Linked DNA regions of Rattus norvegicus: all the other regions are linked to region 2. The links are chromatin contacts, called in public Hi-C maps. All regions are on one chromosome and are shown on one strand. The core of a region is the stretch at or near the end of the contact, and the rest is flanking DNA. Distances in the headings are between cores, read along the strand shown. Region 1 holds the start of Hmgn3 (high mobility group nucleosomal binding domain 3). Region 2 holds the start of Phip (pleckstrin homology domain interacting protein). Region 3 overlaps Hmgn3 (high mobility group nucleosomal binding domain 3).

Evidence for each region. Hi-C and Micro-C count contacts between places; a contact is called where the count stands out from the background.
Region 1: a Hi-C map of Schwann cells shows a contact between it and region 2, with 5 times the contacts expected there. The contact joins the promoter of Hmgn3 here to the promoter of Phip in region 2. A contact is called at or near these places in 5 of 12 Hi-C or Micro-C datasets (Schwann cells, frontal cortex, kidney and 1 more) and 1 of 1 datasets of contacts at active chromatin or transcription factors (oligodendrocytes).
Region 3: a contact with region 2 is called in a Hi-C map of liver, with 3 times the contacts expected there. The contact joins the enhancer-like site here to the promoter of Phip in region 2. A contact is called at or near these places in 4 of 12 Hi-C or Micro-C datasets (Schwann cells, hepatocytes, kidney and 1 more).

Annotation. Positions count from the first base shown.
Region 1 is chr8:92,937,763-92,940,661 of GRCr8, forward strand. Hmgn3 (high mobility group nucleosomal binding domain 3) reads right to left here and starts at 1,402. Exons shown (of 5, transcript NM_001007020.2): 1 at 1,254-1,402. The coding sequence starts at 1,268.
Region 2 is chr8:92,769,259-92,772,444 of GRCr8, forward strand. Phip (pleckstrin homology domain interacting protein) reads right to left here and starts at 1,763. Exons shown (of 40, transcript NM_001427740.1): 1 at 1,580-1,763; 2 at 1,416-1,474; 3 at 1,257-1,286; 4 at 1,006-1,065. The coding sequence starts at 1,619.
Region 3 is chr8:92,909,738-92,912,991 of GRCr8, forward strand. All of the region lies in intron 2 of Hmgn3 (high mobility group nucleosomal binding domain 3), which reads right to left. Among named protein-coding and RNA genes, the nearest start is that of Hmgn3, 28 kb to the right of the region's middle. Within about 2 kb of position 1,539, at least 7 of the 93 cell types and tissues checked have an H3K27ac peak or open chromatin away from gene starts, as enhancers often do. A contact at or near this core is called in hepatocytes and liver, where this site is marked.

The DNA.
Region 1 (2,899 bases), core at 152-2,651, 170 kb after region 2:
GGGCTGGGGAGATGGCTCAAAGAAAAGACACTTGCTGAAGATCCCACAACCCACAACCCACAACCCACAATCCACACGATAGTGGCGAACTTACTACTGCAATGTGGGTGCCGGTGCCTCCCCTGAATACAATAGATAAGTAAGTGTAATAAAAATAAATTTGAAAGGAGTGGAGGTGTTTACAATAAAATTCTTGGTGACGATACACAAGAAAGCAAAGCCTTCTTAAAATTTTAAAGCTTCCATAGTTTTAAATAAAGCAACCACACACACACAGTGTAAGGTCTTGGGGGGGAAAGCAGGGTATTATTTGAATCAAGTTCCAACTTTAATGGCTATGATGGTTGACTTGGTCCTTTGGGCAGCTGGCAGGAAGGTTCTTTTCTTAGGACACAGTCCTCACACATCGTTTTTCTCAGGGAGGGGTAAAAAATCTGCCCTTCTTTTACCAGTCCAATGACAAGTCGAAGCCCCACCCTGAGCGAGCTGTGTGGCCCCACGTGTGGCTCGTGACGTCCCTGCGCGGACATAACCCACCAGGGGCAAAGGAGAAACTAAAAAGACCTCGGTTCCCTGCCTAGCCAAGCGTGGGGTCGTGGGTGGGACACTGGCAGGGGCTTGGTGGCCCCTGACCTTGGCAGGGTCGCTGAGGTTGGCACCAGTCCTCTTCCTCGCCGCCTACCGGGCGCTGCGCACTGCCCCGCCCGCCCTCGCGGCCGGTGATTGACACCGGAGTGGGTACATACGGGTCCGCGGCGCTGCAGGGCTGGCGTAAGGAAACATGGCTTTCCCTCTCCTGGCCTTCCGCCCGCATCGCGTTCGCCCTGGGCTCAGCCCGGGGGACACTCTGGATCCCGCCTGGCTCCTCTGAATGCTTTCACGGTTTTCGATTTTCCTGGCCCGGGAGACTCCTCTCATTGCTTTCCCTCCACCCTGAGAACAACCTGAGTTTGCCAAGAGGAAACTCCTGCGAGGGGGATGGACACCCGCTCTGGCTGCGACTGGCAAGAGATGGAAACCATTCCAAGCAGGAGTGGATGGAGAGGGGAGGACAACGTCCCTGGAGGGAAAGTAACACTCAGAGCTCCGTGCTGGGCGAGCGAGGTCAGCAACAGGCATCTGCAAAAGGAGCGGGCAGCAGAGGTGCCCAGCGCCTGAGTTATTAGGCGCATCGCTGCGTCCATCGCAGCGCAGGGGACTTACTCCGAGCACCCTCGAGGGCCTGCGAGGTGTTCTTCTCCCGCGGGACTTACCTTTCTCTTCGGCATAATGACTACGTTGGTACAGCAAAAAGTAAAGCAACGGGCTGGGCTGCCTGGCACGCTGTTGGATGCTGCCTGGCCGCTGCTGCTACTCCTGCAATGGGCTCGGCTAGCCCGGCCTCTCCGACCTGCACCTCCGCTTCCTCCCCCCGGCGCTCCACTCGCTCGCATCCCGGTCCCCCAATGGCAAGCCCTGCCAGCCAGCCGCGAGGCCCCATTGGCTAAGAGAACGTTCTAAATTCCACGAGGGCACGCCCACCCCGTTCACCGGGTACGCGCAGTTGTAGTTTGCACTTCACTGGGGAAAAAAAAAAATCTGCCTGGCGACTGAGCATGCCCAGTTCAACTAGTATCCTTCAGGCCGCACTATCTTGGAGTTTCATTGTTTCACGTGCCTTCTTTGGATTAAAGCAGTGTGCACCTCCATAGGAAAAAAAAAAGTTAAGTATTAAGTATTGCTATGTGTACTTTATAATGTAAATAGGGACACGGGGTACCTTTTACATTCGTTACTCACAAAAGCTTGTAAGGGTGTTCATGGTGCGGATCTGTACAGGGTAGGAAGCTCCTCTGTTTAGGAAGAGTCTAACAGTTTCCAAGGATCTCGGTTCCATCCCTAGCAAATACCCACCTCCCCACCCCCAATAGTGTGCCTCGGTCCAGTTGTTTTTTTTTTTTTTTTTTTTTAAATCTGTGTTACAAGTCATATACGAATTCAGCCAATTATTCAGCTATGTGTAAAAGTGGATTTAAATGTTTGTTGTGAAAATTAAGGGGAAGTCGAGGAAGGTAGGAACAAATCATTGATATATTAAATACGTACATTTAAACAACACCTGCCAAGTTACATTTTAGGAATAGCGTAATATTTCTCTACGTTCTGCAAAGACTTGCAGAATATATATCTGAATTTATTTTGTAAGACCAGTCTTACCCCAGACAGTGGGGGGGGGGGGTAGGTGAGCACCCTTCATAAACATTGGCACAAAGACACAGACAAAATTTTAGCAAATCAAATTCAACAACATTTAAAATCTAATACATAACGAGGGAGCTGGCCCTGGGAACACAGGATTTGTTCTGTGAATCAAATCATCCTGAAAATTCAATCAGTGTGATCAGCACATAACTATAATAGGGGACGTGACCATCTCAAGGGCTGCAGGGGAAATGCTAGGGAATGGGTGAGCAAGTCATGATAACTCTCTACAGTAGAACATTACTCTGTGATCAAAAAGTGAGCTTTCCCTGATCAGATAAATAACAAAAGAAAAATGCTAAGTGAAAGTCAATACGGGACACTATACTGAGTGATTTCATTTATATGAAATTACTGGAAAAGCAAACTAAATTAAGCAAGGTTAGCCCGAGATTCATTTACAAGGTAAAATGAATACAATGTGCATCTTAGGAAACTCCTCTGAAGCCTTACACCACATAGGATGTAATTTACTTTGTTCCCAGAGGCTTCGTGTAAGTAACAAAATCATCAGGCAATCCCCTTTAATACCTACTGTATTAATTTCCAGGATAAGTGAGTTGGTCTCCTTGCACACTTGAGAGATCATGAGTGTCTTTCCTTGGTCTGTGACTTTACAGACCGGTGGCTTTTCCTGTCACTATTTGGGTGTGCTTCA
Region 2 (3,186 bases), core at 513-3,012:
TGAATGAAGTAAACTAACAGCAAGGCTTTACCTTACCATTCACAATACTCGTGATAGCTCCATTTTTGGAAAGCAATTATTTGCAAATTATTGCCTTTGAAAACTCACAAACTATAAAAACGTTATTTTTTAATCAATTAAACGAAAACATCTCAATATAAACAAAAACGTAAAAGCCAAAGTCCATCACAGGGCAACTATGCAGATAAAAATCACAACTCTTTAATGCCCTCTATAAATGACTTTTAATAAAAGGTAATATACACCCCCCCAAAATCAACAAAATTAGGAAACGCCTATTAAAACTTCCAGGTTTATACTTCGGCCGATCTGTTTGTATAATGCACAGTGTGCCGCTGGATGACTACCATCAAACATATCAGAACGCCTCCAACCAAAAAGATTTTTTTAAAAAATTAAAAATCTTGGTCTGAATATACAGAAAACAAAAGGAAGAGGGGGGGGGGTAAAGAGAAAAAAAAATCTTGCCAAGGTTCCACCGGGGCTCAAAGGCCTTCTTGTGAAATGCTAATGCCACTTCGGAGCAGTTAGTCACCAGCTATTGTGTGGGTCTGGAGAAAGCTGAGCCGGCCGCGCTTGCAGAGCAAGCGAGGAGCTGGCGAGCGCGCTCTCTAGGCTTGCGCCGCTCCCGCTGCCGCCGCCGCCGCCGCCGCCCCGCGCGCGCGCACCCGCGCCCGCGCGGATACGCGCGCCGGCCCCTCCTCCTCCGGCCTTGCACTGCACAACACTCATGACGTATCTTTATTTCTAGCACATTAACAAAATATCACAAATAAATTGTCCGCGGCCCCTGCGGCCCCGGGGCGTCCGCACCCCCGACCGCCGCCCCCCGCAGTCCCCGCTCCAGCCTCCCAACCCTCCCCGTGGCCTTTGCAGCTTTCCCGTTCTGGGGCCAAGTTTTTGTCTCTGTAAAAAATTGCGGGAAATTCAATTTTTATTCGACTCAGGGAAAAGTTTCTTTGCAGTGCGCTGTGAATGTCTCACCAGATTCTGGTAGGTCCTGGGGTGCTCCTTCCCGGTCCAGTCGGTGCGCCGGGGCAGCAGCTGCGGGGACAGGACGCCCGGTGAGCGCGGCCCCCAGCCCGGCCCGCCGCCGCTCCCCTCCCCAGCCCGCCCCGCGCCCCGCCGGGGACCCCCGCGCCCCACGTCCCGCGCCCCGCCGGACACCCGGGCTTGCGCAGCGGCCGGGGAAGGCCGTGCGGCGGCGGGACAGCGCCGGGCCGCCGCGCCCTTACCTCCTTCTCGGCCACTTCGCGGATCAGCACCTGCAACAACAAAGCGGGGACGCTGAGCCCCGCGCCCCGGGCCGCGGCCCCGCCGCCGCCGCCGCCCTCCCCCACGCCCGCGGGCGGCCACCGCGAGCGCCCGCCCGGCCCGCGCCGCGCGCCGCCTACCTGAGCCGCCTGCTGACAGGGTCCATCTTCCAGGAACCGGGCGATGAGGAAGTAGAGCTCTGCGCGGGAGAGAAGGACGGGGAGACACGGGCTGAGCGGCCGCGGGGGGCGGGGGCCCGCGGGCGAGTCCGCCCGGCGCGGCGGCCCCGCAGCTCCCGACTTACCCGATCGCAGCTCCGAGAGGCCTTTCCTCTCACGAGACATGTTTGCGGGTCACTTCGGGGCCGCCGGCGGGACACCCCGCCGCCGAGGGGAAGCGGGGACGGTGCCGCCGCCTGCCCTGTAGCTGTCAGTGTGTGCTCACGAGCCGAGCCTCGGCTCCACCATTCAAGCAACGGCGGCGGAGGCGGAGGAGGAGGAGGAGGAAACAACAACTCTCAGGCAGCGGCCCCGGCTGCGGCCGCCTCCGCCGGGATCCCTCCGCCACAGAAAGGAGTCCGCGCCTTCGCGGCCCGCTCTCGCCGCCCCCGCCCCCCGCGGGAAAAGGAGTGCCTCGGCCTAGGCCTGCGCCCGCGCGGTCGCCCCTCCGCGCGGCCCGGGCCACGACTTATTTATTTATTTCCGGCCCGAGAAGATGCCGGAGCCGAAGCGGCGGGCTGCCTGGCAGGCGCTTTCTCTAAGGAGGCCGCCCGCGGGAGGGAGAAAGGGAGGGAAGGAGGGGGCCGGCACGGCTGCGCGGAGGGATCTGACGCACACGGAGCCGCAGCACAGGCTCTATTCAGCGGCGCTGGCTGGGCTGAGATGGAAGTTAGTTTCTATGTAGCAGAAATAGGAAACAAATGAAGCAAAACTGCCCAAAGAGGGGAAATGCCGGGAGGACGGGGCTCACTCTCACGCACGCACAGAGAGACTCAGGGAGCACTCTCAAGCTGGGCCAAGTCGGGATCGCGCCGCCCTGCCCGACTTGAACGCTAGTGTTTGCTTCCTGTCTTGCCATGTGCATGTGTATAAATGCTGCGGATTGGCATCCGTGTAAGTCTTGTCCTGCGATATTTCTGCAGCCTGGGCAAGTGTTGTGTAATTTATTGGAGTGCCGTGGGTTGCAATAGAGGTTCGGGCTGCTTTTTTTTGTGAGCTACTTGCGTTCTGCAAACCCGTTATTCCCTGAAGCCACCTCTGCATATTTCTTTTATTACTACCATCGCCTGAAGCGTTCGTTTTCTTTTTTAAATGTTTTTGTTTTGATAAACGGGCAAGAGGAACTCCAGATTTGTACTTCAGCTCATCTCCTCCCTCCCCCATTACAAAAAGGCTAGTGATGGCTAATTAGGGATTTGGAAGTGAAGAACCTTAAAGCTTTTTAAAGTGTTTACAAGAAGAGCTAATATAAACCTGAGGGAAAGGAAAGGGCGCTAGCTAATACTTATCTCTAACTGATATGGAGGTAAATTACTGACCGGTCGATAACCTACCGAAGGTTATTGAAAGAGTATATTACAGTTTGGCAAAGGTGATTAGTGGTTAAATAATTTAAATTATCTGTGTATCTTGCAGTTGACTTCGTCATGCTAATTAATGGCTTCTAATTTATGGTGTAAACCATTCCTGTTTACAGTTAATCACGGGAGGACTTCTTAAAAACTGGCGAAAAGCAGAAACAAAAATCTTCCGTAAATCCTAATGTAATTACAGGTTTTATATGATACATCGTTCATCTGTGTTTTGCTGATGAGGATAGGGGCCTTGTTATTTTTAAAACGAATATGGGTGAAATTAATGGGAACAATGGAAAAGGCCGTTTGTTAGAAAACAAGGACACCGAGTGATATTT
Region 3 (3,254 bases), core at 289-2,788, 140 kb after region 2:
ATTACAGCGCTGCTCTACAGGCTGGGCCTCCAAAAGGAATGCTTGGGAAATTGACTGGACAACAGTCTTATAGGCTATCCCACTCTGCCAGACTCCAAAAAGTAACTGTTTTACCTTCAAATCATCTTATGACTTCCTACCTAAACTTCGCCAGCTCTTCTGTGTCATAAAGAAAAGGCTTTGTGAAAACGTCCTTTCCAGTAATGACTACAGCGGATTTTCTTTTTTCCCTGCAGAAGGCTGAGACTAACTTTCACTAAGTCAGCAGCGCGCTTATGCATGCAAGTGTGGATACCTTCCTGGAAAGTTCCATCAGCTTCCACAGCCTTAACAGCTATAAATGATTGGACTACATTTATGGGGTATGAAACAGACTAGACTGCTATTTATTCCCCTTTAAAACATTTAAAGCATTTGAAATATTCATTTAAGGCTCAGTCTTTACTTGGTAGAAATAAGGGGCGGGATTGTTACTGAATTTCTCTTAATTTGTTGACTAAGTGAGAAATCAGGAAAAAGTTGTAGAAATGATGGCTCTCGGACAGGGAATAACGGGTTTAGGGTGCTGGGTCACTGTGGTTTATACATACAGGAGACACTGGAAGTATTCAGTAAGCATTATTGATCGACCAATGGCCCGCATCTGAAAGACCCGGGGTCTATTTCAACATCCTGGCTGCAGACGCAGCACACACATCTATCTGCTCAAAGCTCAAAGGGAGAATGAGATCCAAGCAGAATCACTGGACTTTGCAGATTGTTGCTTCAAACTCATTTTCACAAGATGCCCCTTTGCCTCTGAACCTCACCAGCGAGCTCTTTTAAAGCGAAGCTTAAAAGTCAAGCTGCTTTTGATTCTCAAAAACAAAACAAACGAGAAATTCGGCACGAACGGCTTTTCCTTTTCAAAACTGGGAGACAGAAAGACAGAAGGACAGCTCTGGCTGGGGCAATGGAGATGAAGAGCTAGGAACTGGGTCACTGGACTGAAGCCAGCATAGAAGGTGGGTGGTGAACAAGGACTGGGCATGGGGGCCTCAGGTGTTTTCCTCCGTTCTGCTGATTACAAGTTGCGACATTTGGAGAAAATTGTATCATTTCTCTAAGAACGCTTCTCCTTGAGATAAACTAAGGAACACTGTATCCATTGTCGCTATCAAACCCAGCATGGCTCTTGCAGTCTCTATCCCCCCCCACCCCTTCTCTTCAACAGCAAATGTCCTATCATTTTGCTTTGCTCTCCTTTCCATACTAGCTTTAGGAAGGCAACATTTTGCTGGATTTTCACTGTGGGATGCACAGGGCCTGGATAGTACCGGGAACATTTATAGGTGTGCACACATTCTAGTAAGGAATGCTTCTTGGGCAGGGGTATAGGACAGTGGTGAAGCTGAGGGTATACAAGGTGCTGGGTCCCATCTCCACCACCACAAGGAGAGAAGGCGGGGGTGGGGAGGTTCTTACGGTTGGCTATGGAACAGACTACACTCAAGCATGGAAAAAAGACTGTGTAAGCGGCAGAGCGGCATGATCATGTTACACTGCTTAGGTCATTTATTGTCCAAGTCTCCTGAAGGTCAGGTCTCTGTACAATGCCCTCTAAATACCACAGCCATCGTGAGAAATCTTCAGAAGAAGAGCTTCCTTTGTAACTGGTATCTGTTCATCCTGGTTGACATACGAAACAACACACTGGAGAATTCAGTTTGAGCTGAATTTCAGTTCGCTGGGGGAGGGGTGGGGACCAGGGTACTCCAGCAGTTCTGAGTGTTTGTCAACAGTCAAGCCAACCACTGACCTTTTACTTTCAAATGACTGTTGATGTCCTAAGGCACAGGATGAGTTTTAATCTGGCCTTGGCTTGCATAACAGGTTTTTTTTTTAAAAAAAGGCATTGTCTACAAACTATTATTGTTAGGAATAATATAAAAAGTATATTATATAAAATGGTAAATAAAAAGCCAGAAAAGCATCAAGCATGAGAATCCTTGGGGTAATTAACATATACACAAAACTCATGCTTATCTTTTATGTATACCCCAGCCAGAAAGAAGGACTGGTAAGGACTGGTAAGGACTGGTAAGGCTTTCTGCAGGCAAATGTTTCCTCTGAGCAATGGTTTTAAGGCTTTCTGATTGATCAAGTTAAATGTCAACCTGCAGAGAGAAACCCAAATGCACTGTGTGTCCATGTGTGCATGTGTGTGTGCATGTGTGTGTGTGTGTCCATGTGTGTGTGTGTGTATGTGTGTGTGTGTATGTGTGTGTGTGTGTGTGCGCGCGTGTGGTCTGTGTTACCTAAACCCAAGCATATTGAGGTTACACTTCACCAATTGTTCTAAAAAATATGTCTTGCCATTTTCTGTGTGTTCATCAAGGTTTGGTTGGTCCTAGCATATGTGGTGGCTTGACTGTAGACTTCTGATTTCATGATTATCTCTAGCAGTTCCTGGTTGGTACATGGCTGATAAGAGCAGGCAGTTTTGTTTTTACATTATAGCTTCTCTTAAAGATTTTCTCTGTAGCAGAATGAGCTTCCGAGTAAAAAGCTTATGTAGGAGTCTTGGTATCAAGATGAATTCCTCTGAATTATTAACCATAATATGAATCACCCATCAAAGGATCTGTAACTGGATATTGGTTTTGCTCTCTTGTGACCCCTCTTAGTTTATCCGTCCAAGTGTAAGAGCTGAAGTTTTCCACACACTGGAAAGCTCTATGCAAAAGGGAATAGCTGTCATCACACACAGACACATCTCACTTCTGAGTTTTTAAGACATTTCCTTTGGTATCTCCATCTAGGATCAGACATAAGCAAGTCTTACAAGTTCTTAACCCTTTCCTGGGTTTCTGTATTTTAACACAAAGCATCTTTAATTCATGGACTAATTATTTATCTGAGTAACTTAAGGATTTCCCTAATTTAAAAAAGCGTTAATATTTGGATGTATGGTGAATCATTTCATAGTTTTGTCTTTAGAGATGAATCCTCTTAGGTAAACATTCAGAATAAAAAAAAAGAATTCATAATTCATTCATTGAAAATGGACGAAATCAACAACGTTTCATTTTCTTGTTATAAGAAGTGGGCTCTGTTCTCCTTCATGAATTTACCTATTATCTTGCTCTCCGCCCAGAAGGAATGCTCAATACCCACTTTGACAGACAGCAAGACCAACAGGAAGAAACACAAGCAATATCGGAAAATGCCTTTTCAGAGTATTCAATGAAACATGCCTGAGCCCGGTGGAATTG